Regions from separate parts of the Mus musculus genome. Here region 2 is linked to region 1. Evidence: chromatin contacts called from public Hi-C data. All regions are on one chromosome and are shown on one strand. The core of a region is the stretch at or near the end of the contact, and the rest is flanking DNA. Distances in the headings are between cores, read along the strand shown.

Evidence for each region. A called contact is a pair of places that touch in the nucleus more often than the background predicts.
Region 2: a Hi-C map of cerebellar granule neurons shows a contact between it and region 1, with 1.8 times the contacts expected there. The contact joins the promoter of Csmd1 here to the enhancer-like site in region 1. A contact is called at or near these places in 3 of 484 Hi-C or Micro-C datasets (cerebellar granule neurons and cerebral cortex) and 1 of 115 datasets of contacts at active chromatin or transcription factors (embryonic stem cells).

The regions. Positions count from the first base shown.
Region 1 is chr8:17,462,333-17,468,764 of GRCm38.p6, forward strand. All of the region lies in intron 1 of Csmd1 (CUB and Sushi multiple domains 1), which reads right to left. It overlaps C030002A05Rik, which reads right to left. Exons shown (of 1, transcript XM_030243881.1): 1 at 1-6,432. Among named protein-coding and RNA genes, the nearest start is that of C030002A05Rik, 27 kb to the right of the region's middle. Within about 2 kb of position 3,284, at least 19 of the 459 cell types and tissues checked have an H3K27ac peak or open chromatin away from gene starts, as enhancers often do. A contact at or near this core is called in cerebellar granule neurons and cerebral cortex, where this site is marked.
Region 2 is chr8:17,532,662-17,539,093 of GRCm38.p6, forward strand. It overlaps Csmd1 (CUB and Sushi multiple domains 1), which reads right to left and starts at 2,724. Exons shown (of 70, transcript NM_053171.2): 1 at 2,229-2,724. The coding sequence starts at 2,313.

The DNA.
Region 1 (6,432 bases), core at 2,034-4,533:
TACATAATGCAATACTTGCCCCTTACTGGGATGTTAGTGACATTATTGCTATTCATAATAAATGCATGAATAAGCCTTCTAGGCCAAGTGATTCTATATTGAAGCAATTAACTGCAATACGTATCTGGTGATTGTCTTTGCCCCAGTTGAATAAATTATAACAATAGCTCCTTAATCTACAATGTGCAAGAGGAAGAGGCAATGATCCCCTTGGCCAGTATGAACAAGACATGCTACTTTTGAACTTCTATCGTGTTCTGGACCCTCCATTTAGCAACACCATCTGAGATCTCTAGCTCCCCTCCAATATGCAAAAATAGTTTCATCTTTGAAGATTCTAGATGAGGAAATCGAGCTTCCAAAAAGGTAATGAAGCTTGCCAAGAATGAGATAATTAGTAAGAGAAGACCGAATCCCAGCACTGTACACTCACAACGCCTGTGCTTTTCTAGTACTTAACACAGCCTTGGAGAATAAAAGAAGCGAGCTTAAAATTAGCTTCTTCTCTCACCAAGCAAGGGGGAGGCTTGCTTTCTAAGCTAACACTGACATCCCTGACAAAAACACATGGGGGCAGCTGACTGAACTAAAATGACATTAGGGTGAAAGGGAGGAAGACCATTAGCTTGGAGATAATGGCAAGGTGAAAGACAGTCATAGACTCCCATCCAATGAGCTCAAATTCACAACCCTCATACAAAGAGACAGAGCATGTCTCAGTCTCATCTTTAGCATCCCAACTAAGCATTCTGTGCTAGCTCAATTTCCTTTTGCTGAAAAATGCTGACAACATTTAGGCCTAGTACCACACTTCTCCTTTTTACTTTCTTCTAAAGACTTTTGTTCCCCTTCAAGATAAACAGAATAACTGCCAGCAAATTTCAAATAGATTGAAAGACTTGCAGACCTAAGATTTGCATAGCCGCTTCTGTAGGAGAAATGTGGGAGACAGGAAAAGAACGGGAGTTTGAGAGAGGGCTATGGAAGGAAATTTTGTAGAAAGTGTTTCATAAGAAGCACCTCCAGCTGATTCCTTGTTTCCATGTCCAGGATCTGAAGGCCCTTGAGCCCTGTGGCTGTGCCTGTCATAAAGCCACAACCAAGATCAACATCATCATTTACTACAATATAGCTCTTCTTACTACAGACAGTTTGGTGGCTCTGAATGGCTCCTTGCCTTGATAGACTCCAGAATCCTAGGCAATGCCTGGATAGAGGTTGCATGAATAACAAGGATGAAAAACATCACCCAAGAGCATCGCGAGAGAATGACAATTCCCAGAGCCTCATTTCTAACAGAAACCTATGCCATCAGAGGATATTACATGGGCAAGTCTCCAACATATGTCTATGGGTCATACCTACATAGTTTCAGCAACCAGAAAAAGTTCTGTCTTACCAGATGCACACTGGAGATTAGGATTCCATTCTCAGACTTTTCCTGACTACAATTAATCTTAGCAAGAGCCACTGACAACCCACTAAGCAAGGGAATTGTCCATGTGTTTTCAGAACCGTGCTCACAGTGCCAAGTCACACACTAACCCTTACACCATATTCTTCAGGGCATCATAATGAGGAGGGCTTCTCTAGACAGCAGCTGCCAGAGATATTACTGTTTGGACAGAACCCAATTATGGTGCATCCTTCTTAATTAATGTAATTATCAAAGGAATCTATAAAAATAGGGCTCTAATTAATTGTATCCAATTAAGATTTAAAATTATAAATCCAGTGATTATAATTTCTTGTATTAGGTATGATATTTCAATTCCTGAGAAATACTTCTGTAGGAGGCAAATAACAATTTGGCACCTAAAACAGCAGAAAGAAAGATTTTGAGCGTATGGATAGTAAATTAGTTCTTAAAGATCGCGGCCGGGAAATGAAGGTCATGAGTTCTGGAAGCTCTCTATCACACATATGAGAATTATTTACAAATATGTAAATATGTATTGCATACATATGCATGTCTACATATATGCACATATAAAAATGTACACTTATATTTAACTCATTGAACTTCAAGTTCAATTCTGAGAATAGTTTCTCCTTCAAACATGTTGAAGGCAAAGAGAAAAATGTAACATTGTGACATTTACAGATAGGAAAATGAGGTGGGGAGACGATGCAAGTGAGGTAAGCATACTGTAGGATGCACAAATCATTTTATCCTTACACACTGTAAGATAAAAATGTGGAGTCTTCCTTCCCTCTGTAAAGTTCCCAGGTCTTTTTCTAGGATCTAATTCATACCAATAAGCCTGGAGAGGTTGAATGTAATAAAAAATTAGATGCTCTCAACTTCAAGAACACTACGGATTTTCTCAGCTTAAAAAATTCATGTACCAGACTAGAAGTAGAGAAACTCTACAAGACAGACCCATGGACATTCATACCTTGGACCACTGCTATTCCACAGGTCTTGACTGACATCCCAAGTAAGACAAGGGATATTCCTCCAGACAGATGGAAGGTGCTCTCTGCAAGGAAATGGGATACTTTCTCTCTGATGTCAAAATGCTGGGCAGGAGCCACTGTAATTCATTTTCAGAAACATCCTAAAGGCTACTTAGCTCCTTTGTCTAATAAGGTCATGCTAAATTAGGTCTTACAGATTGTAGCTGCCAAATGAAGGGCATGGGATCAAAAGCTCTCCATCACACATATGAGATTTTTAATATACATATGAATATATAACATGCATATAAGTATACACACATCCATATATTATACATGCTTATAAATTTATATTTAATGCATATGCATACATGAAAGAAAATGCAATACACTGCCATTTGTTAACATACTCCACTCACACCCTAGTAACAGAGTTTCCTCCATTGATTTATCATGTTTGTGAGTAGCTATGTGTCTTAAGGAAACATTTACATGTAGATTAACAACCACAGATTCTGATATACATTTAGACACTGAAGTGTTTGCACTGAAACATCCAATTTAGGAGAATCTGCATGCTATCTTCCTTGCTCGTGCCTGCTCCCAGCATGTGTTTTCTTCCTAGAGTTTCCATGAACCAGCACATGCAGAGGAGACACTGCTGAGGTTTCCCGGGCTGTCTGCAGCAGAAGGTGAAGCAGAAAGCAGGATGATGACTGCATCAATTTAACTCTCAATTATAAGCTTCCAGGCTTCCTGAGCAAACCCAAGGGAGGGGTGGATTAGAGCCTTGGGCTGTAGGACTGGGAAGACCATGGAGCCTCACACACCCTTTCCAGGTCTGGAGACAGACATCCATTTGGATATGACTGGCGGAGGCTCAAACTTTCAGCAGAGACACTTGATGCATAGAAGACTTGGCACCGTGGCCACATGGAGACCCATCTGTCACAGTGGCATCCTGCCGATTTCAAAGTTGCTTGAATCTTTTCAGCAAATTCTAGGTACCATGTGTGCGTGCATCATCCCAGGGATTCAGTGCAGAGCATCCAGTGGGATCCCTTCCATGGGAGGTCCCTCTCTGCTCCCACCTATCCCTGCCCCAGTCTTAAATGAAACCTGTGGCCACTGATATACAGAATGAGCTCCATTTGCCCTGGAAAGACAAAGCCAGCACTTCAAAGGATGTCCCAATGCCAAAAAGACAGGTGGTGTTCAGCAGGCATCTGATGAAGTCAGGAAGATAACTCAGGGCATAAAAATGTTTTTATAAAAGAAAGTAGAGTACTCTCCACAGGAACACTTTGAGGGCATTCTGTCTATGGCCACAATTATGGAGCTAAATCGAATGTTAGCACATTTGGGTTGCAAGAACATGGGCTAATTCCGAATTAAGGACTTGTTCTCAGCATCAGCAGATATTGTTGGCAGTACTCAGGGGTGACTTCAAAATAAGGCACAGTCTTTTGTAAAGCATGTCCTGGTGACAGAACTGTATGCATTGGAATCCTGAATGCACTGTCCAGTCTTCGGGTCAATTGTGTGCTGGTGAAAATGGTTTTGTTCAATCACAGAGTTCATATTCCTCTTTTTGCATTGAAATTTGAAGGCTGACGGCAGTTGTTTAGGAATATCAAATGTTCATGTGGCCTGGAAATTTCATAATTTTATTCTCCCTAACAGCTGACTTAGATCCTATTGTGTATATAGGCCACATTTTCTTTAACTGTGCTTCTGTTGCCTGACATCTAGGCTATGTTCATTTCCTTGAACATGTGCTGTTATGAACAATGAACAAAGATGGTAGGTGTCTCTGTGCTGAGACACAGAGAGGTGTTGTAATCTCAGGAGAACACATCACATATTTTCTCTAATTGGTGGAGTCTGACTTTCAACATTTGTAAATGTGTAAAGAAGGGATGCAGGGGACTCTATAGTCTATCAACATAGAGAGGATACCACAAAAGGAGAGAAAGGTGTTGGGAAGGGGATTAGAGGCTGAAGTCCTACATGAGATGAAAGTGACTGGGCACTCCTGGAGAGTAGAGGGCAGGATGGGAAGAGGAGGGGGAAGTAGCAGAAAAAAGAATGACAAAAAGCAATTTTGGTAAAAAAAAAAAAAAGAAATCAAAAACAAAACAAACAAATAAAAAACCCAATACTATAATGCAAACTCTTTGTAAGGCAATACTTTTAAATGCATGTGGGAATCAATTCTTTCCTTCACAGCAGAACAGGAACTAGAGAAGTTGAACTAACACAGATTCTCCTGCTTTGAAACTCTTCAGTCATCATCTCCACAGAAAATACCTTGTATAAGAGGTCTGAGAATTGTCTTTAAGGGTGATGTTATTTAAGCACATCTTCTATGCTAGTATGGGTGCTGAGACATTATGTGAAGTGAAAGGCTTACTGGAACCTGGGTTGTCACTAATCTCTTGGGCAGTGGTCCTCAACCTTCCTAATGCTATAAGGCTTTAATATAGTTTGTCACACTGTGGAGAGATCCAACCATAATATCATTTTTGTTGTTATTTCACTGTAATTTTGCAACTTCTATGAGTTGTAAATATTTGATATGCAGGATATCTGAAATGTGACCCCTGTGAAAGTGTTACTTGATACCACCCCATAGGAGTTACTTGATACCACCCTAAAGAGGTCACAACCCACAGGTTAGAACCACAGCTTTAAACAAATATTGAAAGTATGCCATATACTCTCCAGAACTCTGAGGGCATTTACTCCTGGAGATGTTCATTTCCCTTTGTCAACATCAAGGTCTTGATTTTATAGTGTCTCTCTGTCCCTAGTTGTGGGATGGCAGTCACATGACTCCATTCTTGGGTTTCCACTGGTGCTGGGCATTCAAACTCAGGTATTCAGGCTAGTTCAGCAAGAACTTTTATGGCTGAGAACTCTCCCCAACCCTTTAAAGCATCCTATAAATAATAAATGCATTAAAAGAAACTAAAAGGGAATAATAAATCAGAACCACTGACTGAATGAAGGTTGTCCACCATGCAGGTAGCCACATATACATGCAGTGTTTCAAAGATAGGATGGGCGATTTTATGAGAAGTTGATGTTGGTGAAGCACAACCTTTTAGACAATGGATCTATGTGTTTCTCTAATAAATCTGCTGTAGCAAAATATTCTCATGGTTGTTTCAACCAGCTTCCTCGAGTGATAGATTTTGTACTTCTTCACTAAGAAAATTGGAATGTGAATAATGAAGTCTTAAAGAGGAAATGAAATGCATCCTGGAAAGACTAACTTACACATCTAGAAAATATAATGTTTCTTAAAATTAAGTCTGATAAAACTATTTTCTACAGAGAAGTACCACTCTTCCATGAGATCATCATTTCACTTGACAGTCATGGATGGAGTTACTTACAGCTGACTCTCAGACGCTGTTTGTGGCCTAGGCTGAGAGCCTTCCAGATTCTGAGGAACCTATCCAGTTCTGTGTCATGTGCATATGGGGGCTTCTGGGAATGGCGAAATGAAATGTGCCATCTGCCCCCACTCCACAATAAGAGGATGGAACACAGTGGCCTATTACGTAGAAATGGTGGGGAAAACTTAATTATACCTTAAAGTCTATTTCAGTTTTCCAAAATGACCTCAAAAGTGATGATTATTTTACATGAAATGTGGTACAAGTGTGATTTTATAGTATTTTTGTCTTCTTTAAGCTCATTCTTTAAAAACCACAAGGATCTCCCTATACAGTCACCTAAATATGTATAAATGTGTGAGCACTCATAGGGAGGGGTCTCTTCACCAACATTTTTGCAGAGTATAGGGAACATCATTTCAGAAACACCTACAAACCCTTGAATAAAAGTTAGGTGCACCATGAGAGCCTAGAGTTCTTCCATGCTTGTTCTAGCATCTGTAGAAGGCTGCCAAACATCACCAAGGACTCTCTAGGAAGTTGCTCCTCAGTATATACAGCAACAATGTGAGTTAGCTACTAAGGTCCTCCCTGAAACTTGAGACTCACTTCCTTCCATCTTCCTCTT
Region 2 (6,432 bases), core at 1,474-3,973, 70 kb after region 1:
AGGGGCTGGCAGCGCCTTGGCTTCACTTTGGCGTCCATGGTCTCAACCGGGATTCCTGGTGCGCAGGAGGCACTCAGTTCCCTGGGGCTTTGAGTCCAGGCCCAGGACTCTATGCACCTAACCTGGAATCCCTTAACCAGGCCAGTGCAGCCTCTGTCCAGGACCTATCCCTCCACGCCCGGCCCCAGCTTCCCCTCCCCCAGAGCGGCAGACCACCCTCGTGGGGGCGGAATCAGCCCGCACACGTGTAGGGATTATTAAGCAGCCGGGCGAGAGGCTGTGGGGTCCACGCAGCAACCTCTGTTAATTGCGGGGGGAGGGAGCTAGGACTGCTCAGAACTCCAAGGAAACCCAGAGTGCGCTCCAAGGGTGAGCTGCAGGTTTAAGGAAGGAGGAAGCTTTGCCTTAGATCATCTCAGAGTGCAGGAAAGGGTAAGAAGTTTGGCATAGTTGCATGACAAGAATACCATTTCAGCAAGGGTTGGTCTGGACAAAGCCTGGTTCTGTATCCTGAATCTTTTCCACTTCCAACATTGACATCAGTACCTGGTTTGGGGGGCACAGACTTTTCATGTTTTGCCTCTCATTTCCCAGCGTGCCCAGACCAGAGCCCTCTGCCAACCTAACCCTGCTTGGTGCTTGACCCGTGGAGCCTCCTCAGGTGGAGGCCCAGGCTAGATGGGGGGAGGGGGACATGTAGTCAGAGGGTAGACATCTGTGGGAAGCTCCCCAAAAATCAAGCAATCCCATCTTTCTAGTTAAGCAGGACCCACCTATTTCTAGGTGAGCTATTGGGACACATCCCACGGATAGTTATTGTGAGAAGGATGCTAAGCAGAGGGGCCAGCATCAGAAGGCCGAATTTTCCCCCACCTGGAGCCCTCAGGCAATCCTCTGCTCTCTCCAGGCCGGTGTGGAGTTGGATGGAGATCACAGAGTCCTCTGTGGCTTCTTAATCACCCTTGAATTTGAACCACTAGGGGAATAGCAGCTGGGGTAGTCTTAGAGAGGAAAGGGAAATTTCTTCTGAGGAAAAGAGGGGACAAATGATTCAAAAGGGGGGAAAAAGTCGTAAGACTTGGTTCCATCCTTTAAAAAGAAAAGCAGTCTGTCTATAAAGATACAGATACAGATTTGCCCAGTAGTGTGAGGAAGGAAACTGGGAACCTGACACCCAGTAGCACCAGGAGCATATGAGAGAGTGAAGAAATGGGAGCAGGTACTTGCCAATGTGAAATCAATCCTCTCTCTCTCTCTCTCTCTCTCTCTCTCTCTCTCTCTCTCTCTCTCTCTCTCTCTCTCTCCCTCTCTCTCTCTCTCCTTCTCCCCCCTTCCTCCTCTCTTTCCTCCTCCTTCCCATAGACTAAACCTAGCGCACAGGAGCTGTTACCAGCCCGAAGGTTGCAGCTTGTAGAGACTTAGGAGAAAACATCCCCTAACTCCTTTCAAGGAGAAAGCCAAATTCTCTGAGACAAAAAAGCCCCAGGAACCATACAGAAATAGCCCTTTCCTTTGGTTGATCAGACTTTGACAGGGGTTGCCTCTGCACCCACAGAGAATTGATCTGCTAGGGAAACCTGACCAGAACTCCCCACTGGCTTCACCCACCTTGCCAGATATCACAACTTGCAAAAAAGCAAAGTCCAGGGAAGGAAAGAGGAGGCGACATCCCAGAGACAGCTAGTTTGAGTACCTTGGAGGGGAAGCATAGGAATGGGGTGAGAGGAGGTGTAAGGCTATGGGAACACCACTCAGCTAGGAGCTCTCTCTGATGGCACAGGAGCCCGGCGAGCTTGAACTTGCCAGGCTGACGGTGCCCAGTATGTTTCCCAGGTGCGCTGGGTCCGGGGAGAAGTCGTGGGAACTACCCCAGCCTGCGACCCGCCAAGCCCACCAAGCGCCAGGAGCCAAGGCGCAGTTCTCTGCCCAACTCGTGTCGGGCTCTCTTCTCCTTGACAACCCACAGTACACAGCACAGAGAGAAATGTCGTTTAAGCCCAAGTGAGGGGGAAGGAAGGGCGGGGGTGGGGCGGGGGCAGATGAGGGGTGGGAAGAACGCGATGGAAGCTCGGTATCGGGCGCTGCGTTCCCTAGCGTCGCTGGTGGACAGCCACCCGGTCGGTGCCTGCCGCTTGGTCCCTTACAATCCTCAGATCAGACACTCGCGTTCGCAAACCGGGCCTCCGAGGGTTCGGCCGTCTCCCCGGTACCGAGCTAGCCTGTCTTACCCTTAGCTGCAGTGAGGAGCCCCGCGCACAGAACCGCCAGCACCAGAGGCAGGAGCAGCGACTTGAATTTCCTCCACGCAGTCATGTCTGCAGATATTCCACACGCACACGACACGGATGGCTCCTCTCGGATGCGCCGGTCTCCTCCGAGGAACAACCGGGCTCTAAACAGAGTCCGGTAATCACCAAAGGGCAAGGCGAGCTGGCAAGAGCTCCGGGTCCCCAGCCCGGCCGCGCATCTGACGCCTCCCGCAGCTCTGCGCGCCCGGCTCGCTCCGCTCCCGTAGCATCGGGTCCGAGCCACTGCGGGGCTGAAGATGCTCTGAGCGAGCGCAGCCCCGGGGCTGCCGGGGCCGGGGACGAGCGCCGGCCGAGCCGGGCAGGAAGGCACCAAGGCGGCGAGGCTGCGGGAGGGGGCGAGGCGGGAGAGGAGCGCGCGCAACCGGGAGCAACCTGGAGCGGAGGCAGCTGGAGAGAGAGCCAGCGAGTGGGAGGTGCGGGAGGGGCGCGGGGGGAGGGGGGAGCAGGGCTGGAGCGGGAGGAAGGCGGGGAGCGAGCGCCGAAGACAGGCTGCTAGAGGCGCAAGGAGCCGCTGCCGTGGTGGCTGGACTCAACCATCCTACCCACCGAGAGGGGAAGGAGGCTGGCACCGCGCAGTCCGGGACTCAGCCTGGCCTCGGGCTTTCAGGCCCCTGCTAGTGCTCCCGCAGGCAGCGCAGCGTTCAGTCTCTGGCGCGGCTGCGCGCAGGCTGGAGCACGGAGACTTGTTGGGCGCTCAAGTGGGAGAAGCCCACGCTGCGCACCGGGGAAAAACCATACAATTGGCCACGCGAGCGAGCCCGAGGGCTCTGTGGGGGCAGGCAGAGGCCAGCCTCCATCCTTCTCTTTCTCTACTGACCAGAAGAAGACCTCTGCCTAAGTTAGGAAAGAAATGCAGGTGGGGGAAGAGAATGGGCCCAGCTGTGACTGAAACTGGGAGCAAAATGGTGCTTTTAAAAGAAATTATAAATTACCTTTGAAAAGGTGACTGTCTGCAACTATGATGAGCCTCTGACAGGTTCCTGTTCTGCTCCTGTTTAGTCCTGTTAGTGTTACCCTCATTGCAAGCCCAGCTCTATGTGGGAAACAAAATGAATCTAAACAACCCAACTGGGCTGCCACCCTGTTCTGGTTGTGAGAGCAGGAGAATTGACAAAAGTGTAGTGAACCCCAGCATCACATCCAGCATTCCTGCAAGAGGGATCAGAAGGAAGTTCCTAAAAGCAGGTCTACTGCAGCCAGTGAGTGCACACAGAGTAAACTACTAGAAAAAGGCTGTAGGTTAATTGAAAAAATCCAAACCAGGTGAAGGCTAGAGTTCACAGATGCTCCATTCTTAGAAAGGATTCGGGAGTTCTAGAGGATAGGATGGAAGGGGCCAGGGATGGACATCTCAGGCCCCCAGCATGGGAACATTCATCCCATGCTGACTGTGAGTTGTTCACACCAAGGAATGAGGATGGTGTGTGGAGGCAGGCTGATGGCCACATCATCGCACCAGCATTGTGCCCACTGTTAGGGGCAGAGTCACGGTGTGCCACTCAAGTTTAGTGTTCTAGAGCTTTCTTGCTCCCTGAAGCCCACGGATGACGTGAGGGCATGAGAGTGACTCCAAAAATGTAGAGTCACCGGCTGTACCTTACCTTCCAAGAGTAACCAGAGACTTTATCCAGCCTAGAATCCTTCTCCTGGAGATTGGAGCTCCCCAGAAAAAAAAAAAAAAAAAAAAAACCCTGGGCTCTGTTCTCCTGCAGGTTTCCCCCAGGCTCTCTTGGAACTGATCTGAAGTTTTTTTGTTTTGTTTGTTTGAAAGTATCCTCCCATTGCTCTTCCCTTATCCCTAGGGGAGAAAATTCCAGGCTATCTCTCTAAAGCAATGGATTGAGAATGATGCCCTGTGTGCTTCAGTGTGACAGGGAGTGGAAGGGGTCACCTACAGTGTGATTTTAAGTCATTCCCCCAGGTGTTATTTACACTCCAGCAAGTGAACAACAACAACAAGACCTATTAGGAGATCCGATAGCTCATCCGCTGCTCCTCCTTAGGACCCATTGATCTACAGAAGCAGCATAGCTGAAGACCTCCATGAGAAACGGTGTCCTGTCTTCTGAATGCCACTCCTAATGACTCATGTCACCAAGAAGGATTTCTGCCATTAAAAACCATTTCCAAATCTCACTTCTTTGTCGGGGGGAGGGGGGGTGTGGGGGGGGGCTCCCAGATGGAGCCATGTTATTAGGGTCCGAATCAAGAATGTTCAGTGTCACCTGAGATGTCAAACACCTTTGCTTTGCACAGAATGGTGGCACTTTGACAACTCAAGATTGAGTGGCTCCTTCATGGCCACAGGCTTAAAGACCCTTTTTCTTTCAGATCCAGGGTGATACAGACCGGTAGAGACAGCACTCAGGAGACAGACGGGGCCATCACCTCAAGTTCAAGCCCAGCCTGGTCTAGGAAGAGAGTTTCAGGCTAGCCAGAGCTACACAGGGAGGCCTTGTCTCAAAACAACAATAATTAAAACACTTTTTGGGGGGATGCTTTTGTTGCAAATTATCTATTTGAGTAAAATTGTAGAGCAACAACAGTCAAAAAAATGACAATCACTTTGTTTCAGATTAGAAAGGAAGAAAGATCCTGAGTCTGGAAGTTAGAACGACCTTGTCAGATTGCAACTTGATTGTGAGCCCAAGGCATAAGACTGTCCAGGAAGAATAGCTCATTTTGGAGGAATGTGATAATATTGGGAATCTCCCCCACCTAGGATCTCAGGCACTTCACAGCCCAGAAGGAAACCATGGGGCTCTGCTGCCATCTAGTGCTCTGCTTTTCTTTTAGGAAAGCCATAATCCCATCTCTTTTTCATCTTCCACTCCGGTCACCTACCTTCTTGGAAGATTTTGCCGAGTATACCTTCATATCCCTATGCCATAGACAAAGAACATTGATAGCATCCTAGAGGGTCTCCCCTCTTTGGGTCTCTGATTTGATATGAGGGCGTAATTTCCCTCAGATCTGAGAAGGCCCTAATTTAGAATTGTTACAAGGTAATCTCAGTGAGGGACAGTGAGATTTCACCCCTAGAAATGCTGCGGGGCCTCTTTGCAGTGACTGGAAGGTTTGTGCCACTGCATGGGTGTGGACATCTTTCTCAGTCTCTGCAGAGCACTCTTCGGCCTCCACAACCTGGATAAGCTACTCTAGAAACATGGTTGGTATCCAGACTGGCCCGGAGGAGTTCAAAGAGAAAGAGCAGAGAGGCCCCTGCTGTGCTGAAAAGATGGCGATGTCCCTGAGGGCCCAGCATCATCCACATGAAGGATGACAACCTAAACGTTCAAGAGATGAAAAGCCCCTGTGAGATGGAATCACCTAAGGAGAGGACAGAAACATGATGCTTGAGATAAATATAGATTGCTTTTCACAATGTACAAATGAGAATACTAATTAGCTGAAGAGCTGTACGGGTATGAAAATCTTAGAGAATACAGCTTGTTGCTAGGATGGCTAAATATGACTTTGTTTGGCTTCCTTAATCCTGTATTTGAAATAGATGGACGATCATGAAAGAGTTGGAGGGGACTTCTTTCTTTAAGAAATCTGGCTACCTATAGGAAGGCACCTCCTTCAAAAGCCAGAAGGTGAACTCTACTTGGATGTTTGTACCCATATAAATCCCTCTCCCCCACAAAAGACCTTAGGACATATACAGTTGATGGCAAGATTCTTCTCTGCCCTGCCACCTCCCTAAGGGGAGAGCATAATGTGACAGGGGTATAGAATGTTCTGACAGTAATATCATATCACTATTCTTTGTAAGTGACCTTAGAATACAGCAATCCCCAGGCCACCATTGAAAGGAGGTAGAGGCACATAAGCAAGTGTGATGACACACGCTGCTGTGCATGACTCTCTTGAGTGGCTCATCCATACTTGCCTGCCAAGCCTTTGCTATGCCTTTCTGATAAAGCAGTGTGTGCATTCTATGTGTGCATGCCTTTAGGGTGGTGGATACTCACGATAAATGGTTCATTGCATAGATTAAGAGACTTGTGAATCCTCTTTCATCATTATGTAGCTTGCCTGAAAGGGCACTCTAGGAACCATGGGCATCTCTGTGCATAACAATAACTTAAATCAGTGTGATGTTTTGTATATACTTGGC